Linked DNA regions of Mus musculus: region 2 is linked to region 1. Evidence: chromatin contacts called from public Hi-C data. All regions are on one chromosome and are shown on one strand. The core of a region is the stretch at or near the end of the contact, and the rest is flanking DNA. Distances in the headings are between cores, read along the strand shown. Region 1 overlaps Map3k5 (mitogen-activated protein kinase kinase kinase 5). Region 2 overlaps Map3k5 (mitogen-activated protein kinase kinase kinase 5).

Region 1 (5,968 bases), core at 3,303-5,802:
TTGTCAGATAGTTAGGCGTGTGTTGTCCAAAGAGAGGTCTGTGTCAGAGGATAAGCCACATTGCGTTTGAGAAGATTTTCCAAGAACGTAAAAGAAGATTTGGCTTAAGCTCTAACTTAAGACTCTCAGGCTTCCTGTGCGTCCAGTCTTCAGTTACCTGACGCAAACCTGGGGAAATGAACTGGAGACTTGGGCTAGGGAGAAGCTCTTGATGACTTCATCTTTACTTTATGAGACTTTTCTTTTCAGCACTTGTAACTTCCCAGTTACCCACAGAAGAGCCTCTTGGCCAGCTTTTGAACTACAATATATATCTGATATATGGTCACAGGGGAAATTCCTCCTGAATCCAGCAGATCACAAAGCTATTTATGAATGTGACCTTAACATCCACTTCCATCTAAGTTAAGGATAACCACAGAACTCTGTATCTTTCTGTTTGTTCTCTAAGAGCCATGGAAGTTTCAGCTGCATGCTTTGGTTAGTAGCCTTTACTCCCTCTGAACCAGATCTTTCTTAAAGATTGGTTGTGAGATAATAAAAATAGCTGTTTAGCAGAGAAGGGCAACACGTATCAGTAATTCCAGCAACTGGGAAGTGAAGCAGGAGTTCCAACCCAACCTGGGCTACATAAGATCCTGTCTCAAAAAGCAAAGCAAGGGGCCAAGGAAATGGCTTAGCCAATGAGCGTGCTCGCTGTGCATGCCTGATGCCCTCCCTGGGTTCAGTCCCTGCGAGGTTTAGTCATTACACTGGAGGATTATTTAAAGTGATTTGAAAGAGGAAATGGTGGTAGAGGATTCTGGGGCAGGGATTAAGACCAGATGGGAGGGAACATTTGTGTCTTGGTTCACATCTGGGGGGTTCCAGACCATATGGAGTGGCTCCACTGCTTTTTGGCCTGTTCAAAACTGAGCTGAACTGTTCACATCCTCAGCTTCAGAGAGTGAATGAGAGACGCCCTGCTTCCCACCGTCCTCATGGCGCTTGCCAACAACCTAAGAACACCCCACTCTCCCCACCTCTTACAGGCTCTACTGCCCAGTAGCACCCTGGGCCTAAGCCTTAGCCACAGAGGCACCTCTGTGGAGACGGTCATGGTCAAACCAAAGCAGAGGGCTAATAGGTGAAGTTTTCTTTTTACATATATGTAATTTTTGTTACGTTTTATTTAGTAGTTTTGTGTCTCTCTGTCTCTGTCTCTCTCTCTCTCTCTCTCTGTGTGTGTGTGTGTGTGTGTGTGTGTGTGTGTGTGTGTGTGACTGTCTCTGTGTCTGTGTGTGTTTGGCAGCAAAATGCCTTTACCTGTTGAGCCATTATCTTACCAATCCAAGTAAGATGTTTAAAAGAAATAACTGGAATTGAAGGTGACAGAATTTTAAGTAACTTTGGTCAGGGAAATTTCCAGAAAGTGAGCAATGTTAGATGTCAGGTAGAGGGGTCTGAGCAACCACTGAGTGAACAAGCAGAAGTGAGTGATTTGGAAAAGTGTGTTTCTCAACCTATGAAATGCCTCAGCTGGGCTACCCACCCCCTGCTGTGCAGGTCCCTGTCCAGTTCCGACAATGGAAGTTATCCTCTGCCCCACACACTGCGCTGTGACTTTCTTCCCAGGCCCCTCTCATTCACACACAAAACAATAGTAAAGAAAGTAACAATATAAAAAGTAAAGAACGGGCATATTTGTGAAAGGGGCAGAGAAAGAAGACAGTTTTAGCAGAAGCAGAAGAAACTGCTATCGGCAGAGAGTACACTGGTCCACCCTGCCATTGTCTGCGCCTATGGGACAGGGCTAGGTCAGTATGCCCAGCTTTGTGAGAGCATGGAATACGAATTTCCAAAGACTTTATCATAGGAAGAACCTTTGGAGTAAGGTTAAGAGAGTAGTAAATGTACACAAACCAGATTAAATGTACTGATTTTGTTTTGTACAGTGTAGTCAGTACAACCAAAGGTCAGTGCTTCCCGTTGTTTGGTCTGATTTGGGGGATTGACCCTAAGGTGCTATGCACGTAACATGGGTGGTCTGTCATTGAGCTAAACCTCCTGAGTATTGTGTTCTAATTTTAATTGGTTTAAAATAGAGTCGCTTTTCTGGTGCTATTTGATAACTTAGGTGTATTTGAATTCACCATGAGACACCTTAGGCCTTCGTTACTGCTGGGACTTAACTTTATAGAAGTGTAGGTCTTGTTCGGGGATCGAAGAAAGGCCAGGTGTATTGGCTGGTATTGTGTGTCAACTTTACACAAGCTGGAGTTATCACAGAGAAAGGAGCCTCCCTTGAGGAAATGTCTCCATGAGATCCAACTGTAAGGCATTTTCTCAATTAGTGATCAATTGGGGTGGGGCCTCTTGTGGGTGGTGCCATCCCTGGGCTGGTAGTCCTGGGTTCTTTGGGAAAGCCATCTGAGCAAGCCAGGGGGAGCAAGCCAGTAAGTAACATCCCTCCATGGCCTCTGCATCACCTCCTGCCTCCAGGTTCCTGCCCTGTGTGAGTTCCAGTCCTGACTTCCTTCTGCGATGAACAGCAGTGTGGAAGTGTAAGCTGAATCAACCCTTTCCTCTCCATCATGCTTCTTGGTTGTGATGTTTTTCGAAGGAATACAAACCCTATTCATAGTAGCCAGGCTTCACATGCTATCAAATGTTAAAGAGCAGGGCCTGGAAGCCACATACTTTTGTTGTTTTCTCTACTACTTGAAATGCTTCATTGCTTGTAGCTCCAGCTATGTATAAAAATGATCTCTTTGCTTAGTTTCCCACTATTTATGTCTGCAGTGGAAACACTTCACTTTTTTCAAAGTCGCTGAAATTTTAGGCTTTCTTCATTTAGTGTTCTAACCAGTGTTCAGTGGAAACTGCTCTGACTAACTTCTCAAGTAAACTCTAGATTAACTTGAAGAAATTCCCACTACCAGCTCTGTCCATTCATTTGTATTCTTTGTCTATTTTCTATTTCAAAAAGAAGCTGCTCCGTCAAAAATGGTCCTTCTGTGGGAGAGCTGCTGATGGTTTACTCGTATTTTTGGGATCAACATCCTTACCCTTTTCACATATGGCACTGACAAAGATGTGCTGCGTGGACTGATGTGTCTTAGTTAGGGTTTTCCTGCTGTCAACAGACACCATGACCAAGGCAACTCTTATAAGGACAGCATTTCATTGGGGCTGGCTTACGAGATCAGAGATTCAGTCCATTATCATCATCACAGCATCATCCAGACAGCCCTGGTGCAGGAGGAGCTAAGAACTCTACATCTTCATCCAAAGGAAGACAGAAGGAGACTGTCCTTAAGCAGTTAGGAGGAGGCTCTTAAAGCCCACCTTCACAGTGACACACTTCCTCCAACAAGGCCACACCTACTTTAATAAGGCCACACCCACTTTAACAAGGCCACACACCCCCCAATAGTGCTACTCTCTGGACCAAGCATATTCAAGTCACCACAGATGTTTCTAAAAATGCTCTCTATCGTCTTCTATGCTGTCATCACCGCGGTAGGACAGGGAAGGTGGAGGCTATATAGAAACACTTATATCCTTAGGGTGACTTTAGCAGGGACTAGGTCTTCTTCATTTTTTACAAAGTGGTAAAACCTTATAAATCCAAATACAGATTCATAGTGAAGTTCAAGCCATCCTCTGCAGCTCTCCACATCCAGGAATACTGACATCCCAGGTAACTCAGTATAAACAATGTATAGTGTTTGTCTGCAATCTGTGAGTGTTCCCATTATCCTCAAGTCATAATGCCACATAAATGCTGCATACGTCATTCATATAAGAAGACACCATCTTTTCCCCAATTTATCTATTTATTTATTTACTGATTTCTCATTCTGTATAGTCCAGGCTGGCTTTTAATTCCCATTCTTCATGCTTAGCCTCCCACGACCATGGGTCCTGGCTGAAAATATGATTTTTATAAGAAGAAAATCATGGAAAGTTAAAATTTTCTATTTGATGCTTACTAGCTTATAGTCTGTCTAAAAGAGTGAATGAGTTCACCTGGTGTTGAGTTCACCTGGCGTTTTGAAGGCTACATCTTAACATTCAGATACAAGATGGAGAAGTGGAATTTATTAGAGATTTAATCGGCTCTAGTAATTAGTGTATTGAGACTTTCTCTGAGATGTTCTATTTAACTTAGGAGATCATTGTGGCATACATTTGCTCCGTAAGTCTTTTAACAGCCCCAGATATCTTTTAATCACAAATACTGACTTGTCTGGTTTGCTAAGCCAGAGATTTTAGTTACCTATGTGGGCCAGTGGGTCTGACCGTGAAGGGCGTAAATCAAAACCTGAAAGAACCTCCGGCTCTGCCCGTCACCATGGGTAAACTGAGATAAGGCAGGCAGGGAGTGAAGATCTGCCAAGAACCCCAACCCCCACCCCACCCCCTACCCTACCCCCCTGCGCCCCACTTGGCTGTGAGGCCAATGCCCGCCAGCTGTTTTTGTTTGCAAATCTTGAAGTGTTCCCAGAGGTCATGTTTGTCAGCATTTCTCTGCTTGTTCTTGCTTGATCCTGTACTAAAAGGAATCTGGAGCCTCAACCCAGCAGTGGCTCAGCTGAAGCAGTTACAGATTAGCAGACAGTCTCTGCTCTCAGGCATGGGGCAGAGAGTTGGCTCTGGTCTTGGTTGAAGGAGTTCCATGCTTTGGGATTATATTAAGTGGTTTCTTGCCTGCCTCATGACCCGTAGTGTGGCCAAAATGGCTGTCTGGGGACAGAGATTATTTCTTGAAATGTGTACAGTCTATATTCGTACACGTGTATCCCCAGTGGTCAGAAGAAACAAACAAGCAAAGCCATGATGTTGGGAGAGGAATTGAAGTCGTACACTAAGATGGCCAGAACTGGGGCTGGATTTGGAAGGCTGCAGTGTTTGAACCTTGGCCCTGCCAGTTACTGACTCTGATTCTGTCTTCATGCTTCGCTGAGCCCCCGAGTTTCTGTTTGCTGCTGGTGTGTTCTGCGGGGAATTAAGCTTAGGGCCTTGCACATGCAGGGCAAGGGCTTGACACTGAGTTCCGTCCCAGATCCCCACGCTTCCTCCTCTAAGATCTGGGGATCTACAGTTACAACCCTGCAGGCTAGCTGAGAAGCTAAATGTGACCAGGCGTGTAAGGGGTCTTCACGCCATCTTGGAGACCATGGGCCACCAAGGTAGTAAGGATTTCAAGGCTGTATAATCTAACATCTTACCTGATCTAGAATCTGCCAGGAGGTTTTCTTTTGATGTATCTTTACTACTGTAAATTAATAAAATTATCTTTTATTTAATTTAAATAAAAATTTAAATAAGATAAAAATTATTATTGTAGGGGATCAAATTTCAAATTTCTAGTTTCTATCAATATGCTGTGTAAATAAAGATCTCCAAAGCTGAGATAACCAATGCAAAGAGGGAATAGGTTTGTTTTGAGCCCATTTTAGAGTTTCAGTGCTTTGGGACCTGTTGCAAGGCGGCATATGACAGAGGAAGCCTATCTGCCATATGGCAGCTGGGAAATAAGAGAGGAGCCATGGAAGGGTCCTAGTAGCCCCCCCACGAGTGGCCTAACTGCCTCCCACTAGGCGCATCTCCTAAGGATTCTACCAGCTCCCAGTGGAGCCAAGCTTGAGAGCAGACTTCCAACCTGGGTCTCTGGAGGACATTAAAGATGTAAATGGTAGATAGCCATTAGGCCTGAGTGACTGACATCGTAGCGGGATATCACGTAGGAACCCGACCAGGTTAAAGTGATCTCAGAGCAGACCATGATCTCTTTCATAGAGCTGAGAGTCCCAGCATCTGCCCCACAGTGGGGGAAATCCTGCCGTGCAGAACCAGGAGGGTCACTCTGAGTTTCAGTCTCAGCCTCTTCTGTATCCTTCTGACAGCAAGAAAGCTTGTGTTTTAAACCCTAGGGAGATTAACCTGGGAAAGAAAGACCAGCAAATGTTGTCTTGACCAACAT
Region 2 (5,358 bases), core at 1,639-4,138, 120 kb after region 1:
TTCGGAAGCTTCCGGAAGGACTCGGAGTCTGGGCTTTGGTTTGGAGCAGGACTGGAAGAGAAAAGGGAAAAGAATGACCTTGGCTCGGAAGAAGAGAGCAAAGTCCCACGGAGGCAGTGTAAGCAAGTGTGAGCCTGGGGCGTTCAGGGTCAATAGGAGCCTTTCCCGCTTACCAGGGAGGGGTGATGATGGCAGTGGCAAATATATTGGTAGGCAGGGTGGTATACAATCACAATTTGTTTCCTGAATGAGGAAAGAGAATTTAGACGTGTGCTGTCTGTCATTGAAGCCACTTAAAGTCTAAGGGCTGGCAAGAAGGCAGCATAGAATAGCCAGGATAGGGTCAGAGTGAAGCTGCTGCGAAGGTGGAAAAACTTGTATTACCTGCTGCTTGCTGAGTGACCTGGGCCGTCCAGATAACTCTTCCTGTAGCCTCCTTACATGAAGAAAAGACGATAACTTATGGAGAGTGCATGTGATAATTACCACGAGTCCCCCGGCACAGGGCTAAATGCACAGAACGTGCGTCAGTGATGTTACCACTGTGGCTGTGAGACGTATCTCACCTTGACATAAGAGTTTGGGAATCTTGGACCCTGGAGGGGCAGGGAAAAGGCTGCTAAAGGAAAGAACCAGAAATGAAGTAGTCAGGGAACCTAGAGCGGGAAAGGGGGGTTGCAGCTGCAGAGTGGCGGGTCACTTGAAAAGAAAAGGGGAAAAAATGTATAATGTCATTAGGAAGATTAACTAAATGGAACTATTAAGTGTTAGTGGTTCAAAGTCTAAGAGTGATAACACCAGCAGGTTCTAGGTTTCGCCTAGAAGGGAAGGGTGAATTCTGGGGGAGTTTCATTTTGGACCCGGACACTTGGAACTGATGACCTACAAGCACCTACAGAGATACAGTTTGTTCAGACAACCCGGGCACAATCGATGTGTGTTCTAATCATACCTCTTTGAAGTGCACTGCCTTGTTTACAACACTCTAAAGTAGATGCAGACATGGTCTTATACTGGGCAGAGAGCAAGGCTAGGAGAGATCTTCAGAGGCTTAACCAGAAAGAGCAAGGTTACCCAGGGACACTTGGAACAGAACGCGACTAAAGGAATTAGCGATGAACACAGTCCTAGAATGAGTGCAGAGCCAATGGATTTTGGAAGACAGGAAGAGAACAAGGACGGAGCCAGAGATTTTTGGAAACAGTACTTCTTCCAACTAGATGTTTTGTTTGCTCTTTCAGAAGGGTTCTCTCTGTTAAGTGGGTCTGGTGTGGATGTTTTTAGTCTCTCTGACAATTTTTACAGTATGCTAAGAAATGCATGTGTTAAGATATAAATGGGTATGTGAGGCAGGGCTATTGGCTTAGGCTGTGAATTATCCACCATCTACTTCTGTGTTCTTTAAAAATGTATTTATTTATTTTGCTTGCATCCATGTATATGCAATGTATTATTTTGGGGGGCTACAAAGATCAGAAGAGGGCCCCCGGATCCATTGGAACTGGAATTATAGATGTCCGTGAGACATCCTGTAGGTGCAGGGAATGAGCCTGGCCTCTCTGTGGGTGCTCTAACTCCTAAGCCATCCCTCTGCTTCTCCCACTGTCTCTTGACATATGTGGGCTGCACCTGTGGTATCCCATCCCCTGTAGTGGTCATAGTAAAATAGTCCATGTACAAAAACTTAAGCTTTTGCAAACCAGTGTCCCTCTGGGTTGTAAGTTGGTTCTCTGTAGACATCCATTCAGTCCAAATCTTGAAGACTGCATGAGGCATAGTTAATGAATCCTAGCCCTGTACCTGTTCCCTGTGGGCGTTTGATGTTTCCAGTCAGTACCTGAGGAAAGTCTGCATGTGTATTGTGCAGGCTGCCTGCCCTCTCTTAGCCCAGCTCTTGGCAGTGGCCATGTAGAGTGGTCAAGATAACTGTGTGAAGGATTCTTACCCAGTTCCAGGTGGTCAGTCTTTCCTGCTTATGGTGTGTTTGGCCATAACTCCCAAGTTCAACCAAGAGGGAAACGGTATTTCCTATCCTGAGAAGTTCAGAGACGGGTTCTTTCTGAGGGGGATTTTGTACCCGAGTTCTGAGCTCAGTTCTCTGTAAGTTGTTGGCTGTCTTCTCATGGTCATAAACAGCTACTCCAGGCATTGCCTCATACAGACAGCATCCCAGAAAGGAGAATCCAGCCCAAACCTTCATAACAACAGCCAGCCACCTGTAAGGAACTTGAACTGTTCATGGCCAGTTTAGACTAAATTCCCTGCCCCAGCAGATCCTGAACAACAACAACAACAACAAATCCAAAAGCCCTGTTGTTACTGTTAGCTAGGGAGAAGGGACAAGGGAGGAATGACTGTTAGCTCAGGTAAGCAATAAGGCCTGACAGTATAATTATTAAATTATTACTACCACTTTCACTGCTAACTCCTACTTCTTATTCCTGCCCTTGGCAGGGCGTGGAATTTGGGGTGGATCAGTTCCTAGAAAACAGTGCTTCTTTGCTGGTTCAAACAGGTAACCATGGTGTGGGGTCTGCTGGGGCTAATTAACCTCTCCAGCTCTGCATCTCTGGATCCTGGTACTTACTCTGCAGCTCACCAGTGCCTCCCTGTGGTGAGTCCCTGCTAGCCGTGAAGGTTGGGCCTCCTCCAGTGCAGTGGCTGTAGCTTAGGCTTTGAACTTAAGAGCACTGTAGTGAGATGTGTCCAGGCAAAGCAGCCTTCAGGAAACCAGATACTCAGGAAGTAGTCTGCTCTTTTCCTACCAAACCAGCCTGGTCTATTGAGGAACCCATCCTTGGTTTCTCCCAGTGCCACTTTAGAGCTGTGTGTACCTGCCACCCAGCCTGCTCTGCTCTCATGCCCAGTCCCAGCCCAACCGTGGTCTTGGGCAACAGCTCAGCGGCAGACTGCAGAGGTAAGGGTACACTGTGCGTTTGAGTCACACATAGGTCAGCAGCGAAGTCTGGGTCACACAGTTATGGAGACATTTTGACCTCAGGTTGACAGACAATAGGAGTGAGATTGAGAGCAGAGGCCGAAGGCTGCTGTTTTAATTTGCTGCTGTCTAGTACTTGGTTCCTTTATATGTGGCCTTTCTTTTTCTTAATTTAAATGTATACACACATTTTCATCGGTTTACTGGTTCACATATGTGTGCAAGTACGTGTGCACACATGCATGTATGTATATGTCCAGGTGTACATGCATATGTGTGTATGTGTGAAGGCTGAGGACAGCTTCAGGTGGCATCTTCATGAGTGCTGACTCTTTTGAGACAGGGTCTCTGAATGGCCTTGGATTCACCAGGTAGGGCAGAATGATTGACTTCCTGCCTCTGGCCCACTCAGGGATTGCATGGGGCCTGCCACTCCCTGGCATTTTTACATGGGTTCTAAGGAATCAAACTCGGGGCTGTGTTTGCAGGTGAGTGCTTTAGTGACCTAGTCATCGCCTCAGCTCCCCACTAGGCCTTTCTGCATTGCCCTCCCTCCCTGGACCTCACAACAGAATCTGCTAAAATCCCAGTAAGGTGCACTAAACACTGGTTTTTGAATAGTTTGCATCAAACTTGAGAGGGCCTATCCACACTCCTGGTTGGATGGCCCTAGGAAAGATATAGGAGTTGTGGATAGAGATTGTAGGTTTTTGGGTTGCTTTTGCCAAGAGAAGAGTTCTAGACCACCTCAAAGCTGCAAAGCTCAGCTTCTGTTTCATTAGCCAGGACGAGGCCACAACCTCAGAGCAGTGGGGAAGGGGCTCTTTTCATGGTTGTTTTACATATCATACTATTAATTGCATGCTGTGGTCAAACATTTGATGATTTTTCAATGTCTGTTATAACTTTTACAGAGGGTAAAAAAATAATTAAGAAAATAATTAGGGTAGTTTCGCTGTTATTGAAGGAAGAGATCAAGCAGGAGAGACTTCTAAAGACTCCCAGGCAGGCTCTGGCATGGGTGTTAGTTGGTGATGGCGTGGGTGACAGTCTTGTCACTGTTGTCAGTCACAAGATGGAAGGCCACTCGCTGGTTTAGTAGATGAGCTTGAGACAATTTTCATTGCCTAGTGTAAGTTCAGAGTCATCCGCTGGGTCTTCGCTCTTACAGACAGAGTTCTGTTGATGGATAAGTTCGCTCCAATTGGCTGTCAGACTCCTAAATAAAGAACCATCTACTGGAGCCTTGTAAAGGGAGCCCATTGGATTTCAGCATCTGATCGGCAAGTTCAAAAAGAAACTGAATCCTGACGGTTCATTTTTATAGGACTCTCTAGGAAAGCTTTAAAAAAAAAAAAAAAAAACTTTGTTGATGTTCTGAATAAAGCTGATAGAAAACCGAATAAAACCCTAAACTGATGTTGATGGCAGAGTATCTGGCCGCCTTCTTCAGTCAGGGAGCAGGTGATTAAGGTGTTCACCTTGGAATTAGCTATTGCTAAGAGGAAGGACTGAAAGCCAGGGTACAGCGCATGGCCAGCTGAACTAGCACTCAGGCCCCACACCAAACCAGGTAGGAAGGCTAAGGTAAAAAGCTCACCTTGTACATATATGTCAGTCTGGGAGATGTAGGGAAAATGATTAAAGAACAATTATTTGATAATAATTAGGATATTTTAGTCATGGTTGAGAGATAAATTTTAAGTTTTTAAAACATGAATTCTATGAATCACTTGTGTCACATAATAATCAAATTTTTGTGTCCAAACATTATTAGCATAATAATTAAGTTTTGCATAAATTATGTAATAATTCCTTTGAGCTGTAATGGACAGTCTACATGCAGATACACTTTGACACACACACACATACACACACACACATATTAATTTATGAAAAATAAAAAGATACAGAGGTTTTGTTGAAATTTCTACCTAAAGTTAGTTCCAAGCTGGCTGTGGGGTGTACTTCTGGAATCCTAGCACTCAAGAAGCTGAGACCGAACAATGGCAAGTCCATGGCCAGCCTGGGCTATACAGATTGATTTTCTCTCTCAGAAAAGATATGCTAAGTCTGGGGAGATGACTTGGTCAGTAATGTGCTTCATAGAAGCGTGGAGACTGAGTTCCATTCTCAGAACCAGCACTTTAAAAGCCCAGGAGTGGAGTGTGCACCCACACTCCCAAACCTGGGGACATGGAAACAGCTGCCCGTGGGGCCTAAGAGCAAAGCTGCACCACACTGGAGAAATCAGGAGGGACAGGCGAGGTTGTCCCGAGGCCGCCACATGCATTTGCACGCATGTGCTTCCAAACCCTATACATGTGAACTCAAACACACAAGTGCAAGGAAGGTAGCAGGCAGCTGGCCCAAAGGAACATGAGCTTATTTGCTGGAGCCACTGAGCTACCGTAGCCTCT

The links. Hi-C and Micro-C count contacts between places; a contact is called where the count stands out from the background.
Region 2: a contact with region 1 is called in a Hi-C map of liver, with 1.6 times the contacts expected there. The contact joins two enhancer-like sites. A contact is called at or near these places in 1 of 15 datasets of contacts at CTCF or cohesin (large pre-B cells), 12 of 484 Hi-C or Micro-C datasets (the AML12 cell line, bone marrow-derived macrophages, embryonic stem cells and 4 more), 8 of 115 datasets of contacts at active chromatin or transcription factors (the HPC-7 cell line, acute myeloid leukemia, extraembryonic endoderm stem cells and 4 more) and 3 of 9 other capture datasets (adipose tissue, liver and pancreatic islet).

What each region holds. Positions count from the first base shown.
Region 1 is chr10:19,948,634-19,954,601 of GRCm38.p6, forward strand. The region is part of intron 1 of Map3k5 (mitogen-activated protein kinase kinase kinase 5); the gene reads left to right. Among named protein-coding and RNA genes, the nearest start is that of Map3k5, 17 kb to the left of the region's middle. Within about 2 kb of position 4,553, at least 17 of the 459 cell types and tissues checked have an H3K27ac peak or open chromatin away from gene starts, as enhancers often do. A contact at or near this core is called in hepatocytes and liver, where this site is marked.
Region 2 is chr10:20,070,818-20,076,175 of GRCm38.p6, forward strand. All of the region lies in intron 11 of Map3k5 (mitogen-activated protein kinase kinase kinase 5), which reads left to right. Among named protein-coding and RNA genes, the nearest start is that of Map7, 98 kb to the right of the region's middle. Within about 2 kb of position 2,889, at least 40 of the 459 cell types and tissues checked have an H3K27ac peak or open chromatin away from gene starts, as enhancers often do. A contact at or near this core is called in hepatocytes and liver, where this site is marked.